Linked DNA regions of Hordeum vulgare: region 2 is linked to region 1. A link is a contact called in public Hi-C data. All regions are on one chromosome and are shown on one strand. The core of a region is the stretch at or near the end of the contact, and the rest is flanking DNA. Distances in the headings are between cores, read along the strand shown.

Evidence for each region. A called contact is a pair of places that touch in the nucleus more often than the background predicts.
Region 2: a contact with region 1 is called in a Hi-C map of seedling, with 2.7 times the contacts expected there. The contact joins two enhancer-like sites. A contact is called at or near these places in 3 of 6 Hi-C or Micro-C datasets (leaf and seedling).

Annotation. Positions count from the first base shown.
Region 1 is chr7H:170,965,065-170,969,884 of MorexV3_pseudomolecules_assembly, forward strand. It overlaps LOC123407154, which reads left to right. Exons shown (of 3, transcript XM_045100222.1): 3 at 1-522. The coding sequence ends at 324. Among protein-coding and RNA genes, the nearest start is that of LOC123407154, 7.9 kb to the left of the region's middle. Within about 2 kb of position 1,372, at least 3 of the 3 cell types and tissues checked have open chromatin away from gene starts, as enhancers often do. A contact at or near this core is called in leaf and seedling, where this site is marked.
Region 2 is chr7H:171,094,310-171,099,545 of MorexV3_pseudomolecules_assembly, forward strand. LOC123411081 (a long non-coding RNA gene) reads right to left here. Exons shown (of 8, transcript XR_006613169.1): 5 at 4,923-5,129; 6 at 3,966-4,346; 7 at 3,331-3,891; 8 at 2,557-3,209. Among protein-coding and RNA genes, the nearest start is that of LOC123411081, 5.4 kb to the right of the region's middle. Within about 2 kb of position 1,727, at least 2 of the 3 cell types and tissues checked have open chromatin away from gene starts, as enhancers often do. A contact at or near this core is called in leaf and seedling, where this site is marked.

The DNA of each region.
Region 1 (4,820 bases), core at 122-2,621:
ATTTGGGTCATCTACATGAACTGGACACCTGACTGGACTCCCTCGAGCACACGTGCTTGTGGATTTGCCATCGGTGAGATCATTGAGCGCACTGAAGCTAGCACAAAAGTTTCTCTTCTTACTCAAGTCAATGGTTACACATCGGTGTTCAAGCCTGGCAAGCGAAAGAGAGTTGTGGAGATACCTACAAGGGACAATCTGAAGTTCTCTCACCGGGTGCCCTCGTTCTGTCTGACGGAAGGAAATGGTGTCAAGCTAAGTGGCTTCTATGAGCTGGATCCAGCCTCTGTTCCAGATTTTTTCCTTTATAAGGATGCCCAATGACATGAGGATGGAAAAGCTCAAACCCTGCCAATATATTTTGATTAGAATCATGTCTTATTCAGCTATCAGTTTTTCCACCTTGTTAGAGTTCTATTGCAGTGCCCCTTCTTACTGGTGGTGGTAAAGTATCAGGTAAACTAATGCCTATACAAGGGTTCTGCTGCTTAAGTTAGGATTGCAAGTAATTATTCTACCCAACCTTCATTTTTTTTACTCCTACATATTATTAGATTATCTATATCTATACCCTATATATACCTATACTACCTACTAATAATATAATACAATATAATTATTAGTAATATTAATATAATATACTACTAATAAAAAAAATAAGCATTATTAGTCCGTCATGTTATTTTACAAAAGGCTCCTCAACTTTTGTGATGATTAACCTGCAGTACATGCGGCGAACCTTTTTTCTTTCGCGTTGTGTTCGGCCAACGAGCCCACCTAGGACTTTGCACTTGACGCTGATCGGGCTCTGTGTGTCCGGAGCAAAATCATAAACCAGAAGGACTCACATCTGACTCTTGTCTATGATGGAAACGTTGCCTCTTTCTAGGTGTGACGCTAAATTTTTTAGTGTCCGCTTTCGGCTTCTTGGAGTTGTATTAGGCTGGACATCTTTATATATGCGTCCAACCCACAAATTCTCCTGTATCTCTTGGTGCAGAATCGCATCTTGGCTTCGGCGACGGAACAAGCACCGCAAGATCAGCAATCCCGCAAGCAGCTGCGAACCAAGCTGCCGCACCAACGCCACCTTGACGCCGGTCGTCGCTCTTGGTGAAACCGTGTGTCACGGTGTCGTTGCTCATTGCCCTCCTGCAGGTCCATGCTGTAGGCCAGGCCGTGCACGCCGACAATGGCCACCGCCATCCCAAGGGTCACATTCTTAGGTCACGCCTGGTTCAAGGATAGTCGTCCGCCACTTCGTGAGGCGCCGGAATCGGCCACGTCGCCGCCTGGACCTCTTATTAGTTATTATCCTGAGCTGCAGAGACCTCCTCTGGCTTGACATCTCGGTGTGCTGCTATAGGCAACTTGACATCTCGGTGTGCTGCTATAGGCACTACCAGTAGGAGCACTATTTCCTGACACTGCTCGACGTGGCCGACCCCGCCGGCTGCACCCGGTACATGCTCACGTGCCTCAACTGAACGAACATCGTCAACGACGACCCCGACCCGCACACGTATGGCGCACCAGAGGTGTCTCTACGGCTCATCTCCGAGCTTCGCCAGTCCAACAAACTCCACTTTGAGCACATGTTCGTGCAACTTCGCGACCGACTGCCTTGGCTTGGCCATCGCAGACATCGTCATCTTCAAAGATTTTTTTATTATGATCGAACGCTTTGTGTGCTGGGCCAACTATAGGATGCGGCGTCGCAACGTATACGGTTTAGGGGCACAACACAGCTACTCGCGCTGCCAGGAGGTTCAAGATGGTGTAGTGCTGATGTACTCGTTCAGAATGGGGAGATAGACCTTGGCTGAGGCTATTTAGGTTAACTTGGATGCTGCTGTTTTTACCTGTAAAAAAATAAAACTTAAATGCTGCTGTTTGAACCTTTTCTTTTCTTGTTTTGTTTGTTTCAAATTTGAAACTGGATCCCCGCAAAAAATATTAGAATATTTTGAAGGTTCATAATGATTTAAAAAAATTGTGGAATCAAAAAATTACTCAAAGTCCAAATAAAAAATTCCATTAGTATTTAGTTCAGACTTCTGTTCCTAAAAACATAAACTCCAATGCGATTAAAATTTAGGTTGAACTACAAATACGTGATTGTGAATTTCAAGATTCATCGCATATTTAAAGTTCTCATAGTATATGTCTAACTTTATGGATCTATTTTTACTCAATAAAAATCCAGTTCAATGCTCAAAATCAAATAACAAGATAACTGCTGAAAACATTTCATTCATGTTTCCACATATATTGATAAAGGCTAAATTTACATGAATTGTGGATGTATTTTGATAAATAATTCTCACTAATTCTTAGTACGGGCCAATTTTTCTTTACCGTTGCAACACACGGGATCAAGAGTTTTCATAAAAGTATATTGTTAATATCAATTTACTTCAAATCATAACCATGTCCTAAGCTCTACGTCTTGATCCTCAAATAATGCATCTTTTATTTTGTGATTGGCAATCGTTGTCCGTGACATAGTTCCTCGACCTAGCCAACCATGATTCATAAGAATTGATATTTTCTTTCGTCGCAACGCACGGGCATTTGTGCTGATTTTTTTTTTTTTTGGGATTGCAGTACCATACCAGCTGTGAGAGGTTTAGTCTCCCTGCAAGAGTCCTTCATGCATGATGCGAGTTTGCTTAAAGCAGGGGCTTCTGGAGGTAGTGGAATCTCCGTTCTAGGATAGGATTTGTTGGTCGTCGGAAGTGGTGGAGGAAGAAAAGAATTGTGGATTTTGTTTTATCTGGAACGGTGGACAAAAACAAAACTAACTAATGCAATGTTGGCATCTGCAGATAGCCAGACTCGATGAAAATTATGTGTGGTCCGAACTACAAAGTTAGTCCTTCCTTATTTATCCTTAGTGGGCTTTGGTCGACCACTTAGTTTGCTAACCTACCTGGAGCTGGAACAAAGTTTTTTTAGGGCTGCCTGGAACAAAGTTTTTTTGGATTTATTTAGTACTTTTTGGATTTTTTTGTGAGAGGGAGCAGATGAGGTCAGGCTCCGAAGAGGATTTCTCAAGATGGTGTTCTTTCTCAGGTCCTAGGACAATGAGGACTTAAGAGGACTTGAATTTCACATGGGGAAACCTCTTCATGGATGGAGGCCTTGTGGTCAAAGAGCTTTCATCCCTTAGGTGGTCTTGTATGTATGTATGTATGTATGTATGTATGTATGTATGTATGTATGTATGTATACGTACGTACATAAAAAAAGCACGACTATCGTGTTTCTTTGGAAACGTGGCAATCATGACCATGTGTTCTCACTGGGACCCCTCTTATCATTTCTTGTGATATTTATTTCCTCTTATAGATGAACGAGGACCACATTCTCCTCTTCATTGCTGATATCAAAAAGAAACAAAAGTGATCGAACTCTGCTCACTTCCATTGATGATTCTACATATATAGGTATAAGGAGGACACCTCATTTTGGAGAGGCGTATGTATGTGAACCAGCGCGCCGGTTGCCGAAATAGCATCCATCGGCGGTTAATGTAGGTAGGAATTTTCCCCAAATTAACTATATTAATTAATCTTAACACTCTCCCTAATCCATGCTAGCATCGTCATCTTGGAAAGAGTCTCCTTCAAAAATCCCGTGGGAAAAAATATGAGGAGATAGGTGCTTGATATGTTGCTAAAACTCTTTCAAACCTAGTGGAAAAATAAGAAAAAATGATGCAACATATAATGATCATTGTCTCTTTTAACTCAATACGAGAAAACTCATATAGTTTTGAGGACAATGAATATGTCATATATACTTTCCCAAAAACCCCGGTGGAAAAAACAGAAAGTACGACATATGATCTCATGCCGTTATTACCTCATTAAAAACCTTTATGAGAACATGTATAGTAAACTCATGAAGGGAAAAGAGTTAATATGATGCATTGAACAGGAACAATTCAAGAAGATACCCCCGTGATTCTTGCAAATTACGAAGCAGCCACATACCAATTCCATGAACATATTTTGGAATGTATAAGTTGGTAGAGACTTGGTGAACAAATCAGTTGCATGATTTGACTTGTAAGATATGCAATATAAAGATATTCCTTATTAGTAACCTGTTTGCATTCGGGCAACATAAGCAACATTACCTTTGTGATAATGGTTGGTGAATGTAGCCATGAGGTCTGTTTCAAAGACGGTTATAGAATGACTACCACACCTAGTAGGAATACTAAGCTTGCCTATGATGTGATATAGCGGAGATCTGATCAATGTATCAAATGGTATTGGTGTTCAGATTTCTCTAAAACTGAAAAACCATGAAAAGATGTTTGATGCCTTTGGAGATATCGATAGATATTCTTGAGTCCCAACCAATTGTGTTCGGTGGATCCAATGGCATTATGGAACGTTGAGTCCCAATATCTCATTTACATCATCTCCCGGTCTAAATAGATCTTTCTCTACGTCTAGAGAATGAACTACCATGAGAGTTATGGATGGAAAAGATTTGTTCACAATGAATTTCTCCAATATATTTTGGATATAGACAACATAGTATACCATAGTGTATGAATGAAGGTGCTCAAGTTATAGTAACGAGCGATATTTTGGTTTACCCAAATCCTTCATTTTAAACTCCGTCATTTAGATGATTACATGAGTTTTCATTGCAGACACACAAACATGGATAATCATCATTGTAGGAGTAATCCTTGTGTATAAGGAACTCACTGCATCGGTTGTACCATATGCGCCGACAACAATAAGTCGTATGGTGACTTACTGATTTTTTTCACACAATGTATGTTGCATTTTGCATTT
Region 2 (5,236 bases), core at 477-2,976, 130 kb after region 1:
GGAAGCCTCAAGGAACCAGCACCCGACGGGCGACGGGGCGGCACTACACGCCCATCCATGGTGCCGATCTGCACATTGTAGGTGTAGATGCGTGGGTATTCTTCTGCAGCGGCGGAGTCGGAGGCGCGCGGGGAGTAGTCCTTGGCCAAGACCAGGTGGATGAGCACCCCAGTCATCGGGCCTTGATGCCCTTCTTCTGCCGGCACGCCGTCAGGAAGCTGATGCCTGTTGCGGCCGTCTCTGGCACGATCGACGATTGTGAGATCAACCGCTCTGGGGATGGAGTATGGGTTCTCCGTCCACACCCAGACGAAGAAGGCAGCCACGTTCTGAAGGCGCTCGGTCTGCCTTTCCATCCGATCAACGATGCAGGAGTCTCCCAGCAGCTTCTTGACCACATCAAGCCTCCAAGCATGGAATTTGATCCCAGAGATGGCAAGTCGGCAGTAGAAGCGCAGGTTGCGAATGGTGCCTGCCGGTGTCGGATCCCACTGCTCGAGTTGCAAACGGACAGCACCAACGCGGACATTGCCCCGCTCGAGGGCAAGGTCACGCTGGTACGGCTCAGCGAAGCGGATGAGGTAGTCCTCCGGGTGCGCTGAAGCCACTTGGATGGATTCCCAAGGGATGTCAAGTGCTTGCTCCAGCGCTTTGGCGACGAGGGATGTGGCGAAGTCGACCCTTTCGTCAGCTGCAGTGGCCGTCAATGCCGAGCGACGCAAATGATAGGCGTCGGCCTCCATCTCCGGGGTGCTCACGACGACACAGGAGGAGCGCTCCGGGCGGCGGGAAGCAAGCCCAGGGGTGAACTCCATCAGTCCTGGGTGCGCACACAGCTCCGGCCAGGCGAGGTGGTTTCCTTGCAGCGGCGGAGGCTGGATGAGATGCTTGCTGGCAGTTGGCGGTTTCAGAGGAGGGAGCGAGGCAGAGCAGGAGCGGGCAAGGTGGTCGGTCCCTTTGCAGCGGATACAGCGAACTGGGTCTCGGCAGGATGCCAAGCGGTGGCGCTTTGAGAGGCAACGGATACAACGGCCATTGAAACGGGCCTTGAAGGCTAGGTGTTGCTGCAGAGCCGCAGGATCAGAAGGAGGAGCACGTGGATGCATACGCAGCTCTCCCGAAGAGGTAGCCTTCATCTTCCTCATCTCTTTCCTGGAGCGAACCAGATTCCAATCCTGCTCGGAATCGACTGGTGCTATGGCAGCATTAAGGCTCTTGGCAGCCGGCAGAGAGGTTGCAGCTCGTGTTGAAGTCTCTCCTGGCGCCACAATAATGGATTGGAGCCTTTGGCGCGGAGGCGCGCTGGACGAGGACTGCGCCGTCCAGCCCTCGGGCGCCACGACCAGCGAGCGCAGTCTGGGCCGGGGAGGTGGTGGGGCGCAGCTCGCGGGAGAGGGCAGCGCTGCCGTGGGCTTGGAATGGTAAGATACACCTGCGGCCGGCGGGATCCGGCATTGAATCGTACCTCCAGATCCAATCGGCGAACACATCTCTTCTGCAGTGGCATCTGCGCCCAGGCAAGGCGAGGCAGAGGAGAGGCAGCCCGGGGGGAGGCCAGCAGCTGTAGCAGCGAGGCAGGGCTGACGGGGGACTGGTGGGAGGGGCTGGGCGGAGGGATCTGGGCTCCGGCCGCCGTGGGGGCAGCGGAGGGGAGAGGGGAGGAGGGTGAGTGCTCCATACCGCTAGCCCAATCAAAGCGGTGAACCGGTAGACAGTGACCCATGAGCAGCCAGTCCAGTAAAAAGAAAAGAATGCATAGAGAAGGAGAGGTGGAAATAGGAAACACGCGTCAGCAGGAAGCAATCCATCGATATCACGTCCAGGAGAGTAAAAAAAAAGAAATCAAGTACGCGTGTCAACATGCGGTAACTCCTGCTCACAAACGCACGACGGGAGTCCTTGCTTAGCCGCTATAATTCTTGTATATATATATATATACTAGTAAGCTTGCACGTGCAATACACGTATATGTTTTTTTTATCATTTGTTCTATAAATAAAATATATCAATAAAATGAAGAAAAAAAATCAGATAATAGAAAATTGTTTAACAATTACAAAATAATATTTTTTAAATAGAGACAAAAACTTTGTCTCATCTCAAATTCTTAATAATAAAGAAGATGTTTGGCTGGTTAGTTACGGAAAACCAGAAAAAAAAACGATACAGCCCACAAAGGGGCACCACCAGCCAACGTGAATATCCACACCAGATATATACGCCGTCAGAAGAGGAGCGCCGTCGAGACGGACTACAAGTGTCATCGACATCACTCCTCCGCAATTCAGCGACTTTGACTTCATCGCAAACCCATTCGAAGAGGCACACACCGCAAGGACTTGCACGAAATCTGCATGGACCTATGCCAAATAGTTAGCCACCAGGAGCAACGAAAAAGACACCTTCGACTTTATGACAGTTAATAAGCAGTTATGTTTGTTGTCCCACGATTTGCCTATTTGAGGATGGCATGTGAAGTTCGAGACGACCAAGAAAAAATAACAATCATACAGTATGTGTCACACATCGAGGACAATTCTATTTTGACCTAGTGTATAACAAAAATGGAATTAAATATTTCATGAATATTTTAGAACGTATTTATGAACTTTATATGACTATAAACTTAAGCTTTGTCCAAGTGAACATGTAAGAGATACTCCCTCCGTCCGAAAAAAGTTGTCCACGGGTTAGTTTATTTTCGTTTTTGCAAAAAAAACCTTGTGATATTATAGTCCCTGCAAATCACCCTTGCCTCTTCGCCCGCGGCAGGAACGAGCTCCAGCCATCGCCGGCAGCCGCCGCAGGGCCCAGCGCTCTGCGCACCCACCCGCGTCGCCGCTTCAATCTGCACCGCCCATGTTAATCACGCCCCGCCCCCTCTGCTTCGTCCTCCTCCCCTTCTCCGACCCCGGCGATCCCGACGGTGTAGTTGGCAGCGGTGGAGTGGTGGGACCTGTCGGTCCGCTTCGTCGTCAATTCCGATGACCCCCCAATAGTTCTTTTTCCCCACGTCAACCCCAAGTACCTCAAGTACCTCGGCAACAACAAGCACCCTCCGCTCCTATGGCTCACCGCCGGCTCGCCATAGGACCAAGCGGGTCGCTGCCAATCTATGACGCCCCACCATCTCACCTCACCCAGCGCCGCCCCAGGCTGTCCTCACCTCCTCTGTTGATTGGCAGCAGTGGCGGCTGTCATTGCCTCGTCTATTAATTGGCACAAAAAACAAAAAGATGAACTGCAGATCAGCATGGCAAGGGCAACAGCAGATCAAGAGCTGCAGATCGACGGTAATTCTGGAGACCAGAAGAATTCAGGTTCACTTACCAACAGTGGTAACTGAATTCAGGTTCAGTGATCAACACAGCAACAACATCACATTTTGATCAGTGTGAGTTCAATGTACTCCAAGTAAATTCTTATCATCATTGTTGGCAACTCCAGTAGCATTAAAGACTAAAAGGTAATCTTTAGGCAATTATCTAGAAAGAATGTGAGAATTTCCATGCTTTGCACATTGCTATGCAATGTGGCCAGTCATGTGTTTCTGTTCCTCTCATGCACCTTCAGAAACAATTCAGTTTCCTACAGGAACAACGATTAGAAAGAAGAAAGTGCATCCAGAATCATTTCAAATTTGTGGTGGAAAGATTGCGATGTTCTCCAATATAACAGCCTTATGTTATTACAGGGAATCCACTAAAGAAATTGTGTCCATAGCACTTCGGTACAGTTACACAACAAGAGCACAAAAACATCATGTAATGTTTTGATTGAATAATTTGAGAATACTCTATTTATTTACCACCCAAGAATGCATAGTGAAGTTTACACTGGCCAATTCTGCATCAAGCATGCCCATGACTCATATGAGAGCACCAGGACTACCTGAATTCGGAATTACCAATTAGCAAGCAGTTCAACAGATAATTTGATCTGAAATAACGTGTTACCAGGACAACCTGATTGGAGCTTATCACTTTGATCAGGATTGCGTTTCGATCTTTAGCACTGTTGTAACTTAGGATCAGTACAATCTTCAGCACAATGTTATGAGTTTAAAGATGCAACACTGCTGTAACTTAGGATCTATACAATCTTCAGCATAATCCAACACTGCTGTAACTTAGGATCAGTACAATTCTGAAACAGCAGCTTGATACAGCAAGAATATTCAGATTTGACCAAAACTGAGATGGAGCAGGGTGGAGTACCTTCAGACACCGAATCTTTTAGCAAAAATATACATATCATCATGTTAGTTGTAGAGATCAAGCTAGTTGAGTCTTCAGCTCTAGCCTTCAAGGCTGCAGCCTGTATTATACAGATGTTTGTCTCTGGGACTATAATTAAAAAGAACAAAAATCACTAATCAACTTTCAATTATTATTTGTTGGACATGCTTTACAGACATACACTCTAAAATATGTCTATATGCATCCTTATACATCCCTATGTAATCCCTATTGAAATCTCTAAAAAAAGTCTTATATTTAGAAACGAAGGGAGTAATTATTGTACCATTCCTATAGCTAAAAACAGAACAGGGAAAACTAATTAACTTTTTATCATGTCACAACTATCACTAACTACTTGAAAACATCATTGATACATAGCCCTTTCCTAGGGCCTACATATTTGATCACTTGGCGCATCTGTTACATATTACATATATTTATTCTAGCACTACCACTACTATAGATTGGCAACACAACAATATATAATATAAGAAATTACTTGTTAATTATAACAACAAGAAGTGTAAATGTATGGATTTGGATTTCACAACTTAACGCAAAGTAACACTGCAATGGAAAGAAGAAAAGCCTGGTCCGGTATACTTTGAAATGAAATTTGATTGAAAGAGCAATTGGATAATAACAAGGGAAGAACATGAAGGAGAGAGTCGGAGGGTTCACCTATCCAATAGGAGGAGGAGTAGGTTCCTAGCAGCAGGTCGGATAGCTCGGCGATATGCATAATTGAGTCAAGTTGTCGTAGCTTCTTCAAGCTGAAGAAATCGAGAGTCTTGGCACCATCACTCACCTGTCTGACACCTTGGTGTGTCCAGAGTGCAGTGTCGACATCTCATGGTCCTGCAACTACAAGAAGCAGAATTCCTTGCACTACATCCAAACATAGCTGAGATTAGTTTGTAGTCCATGCTAGAAACTCACAGTTCACAGTTAAGTGTCTCGAATTGAAGAATACAATTTCTCATCTTAGTGCATGA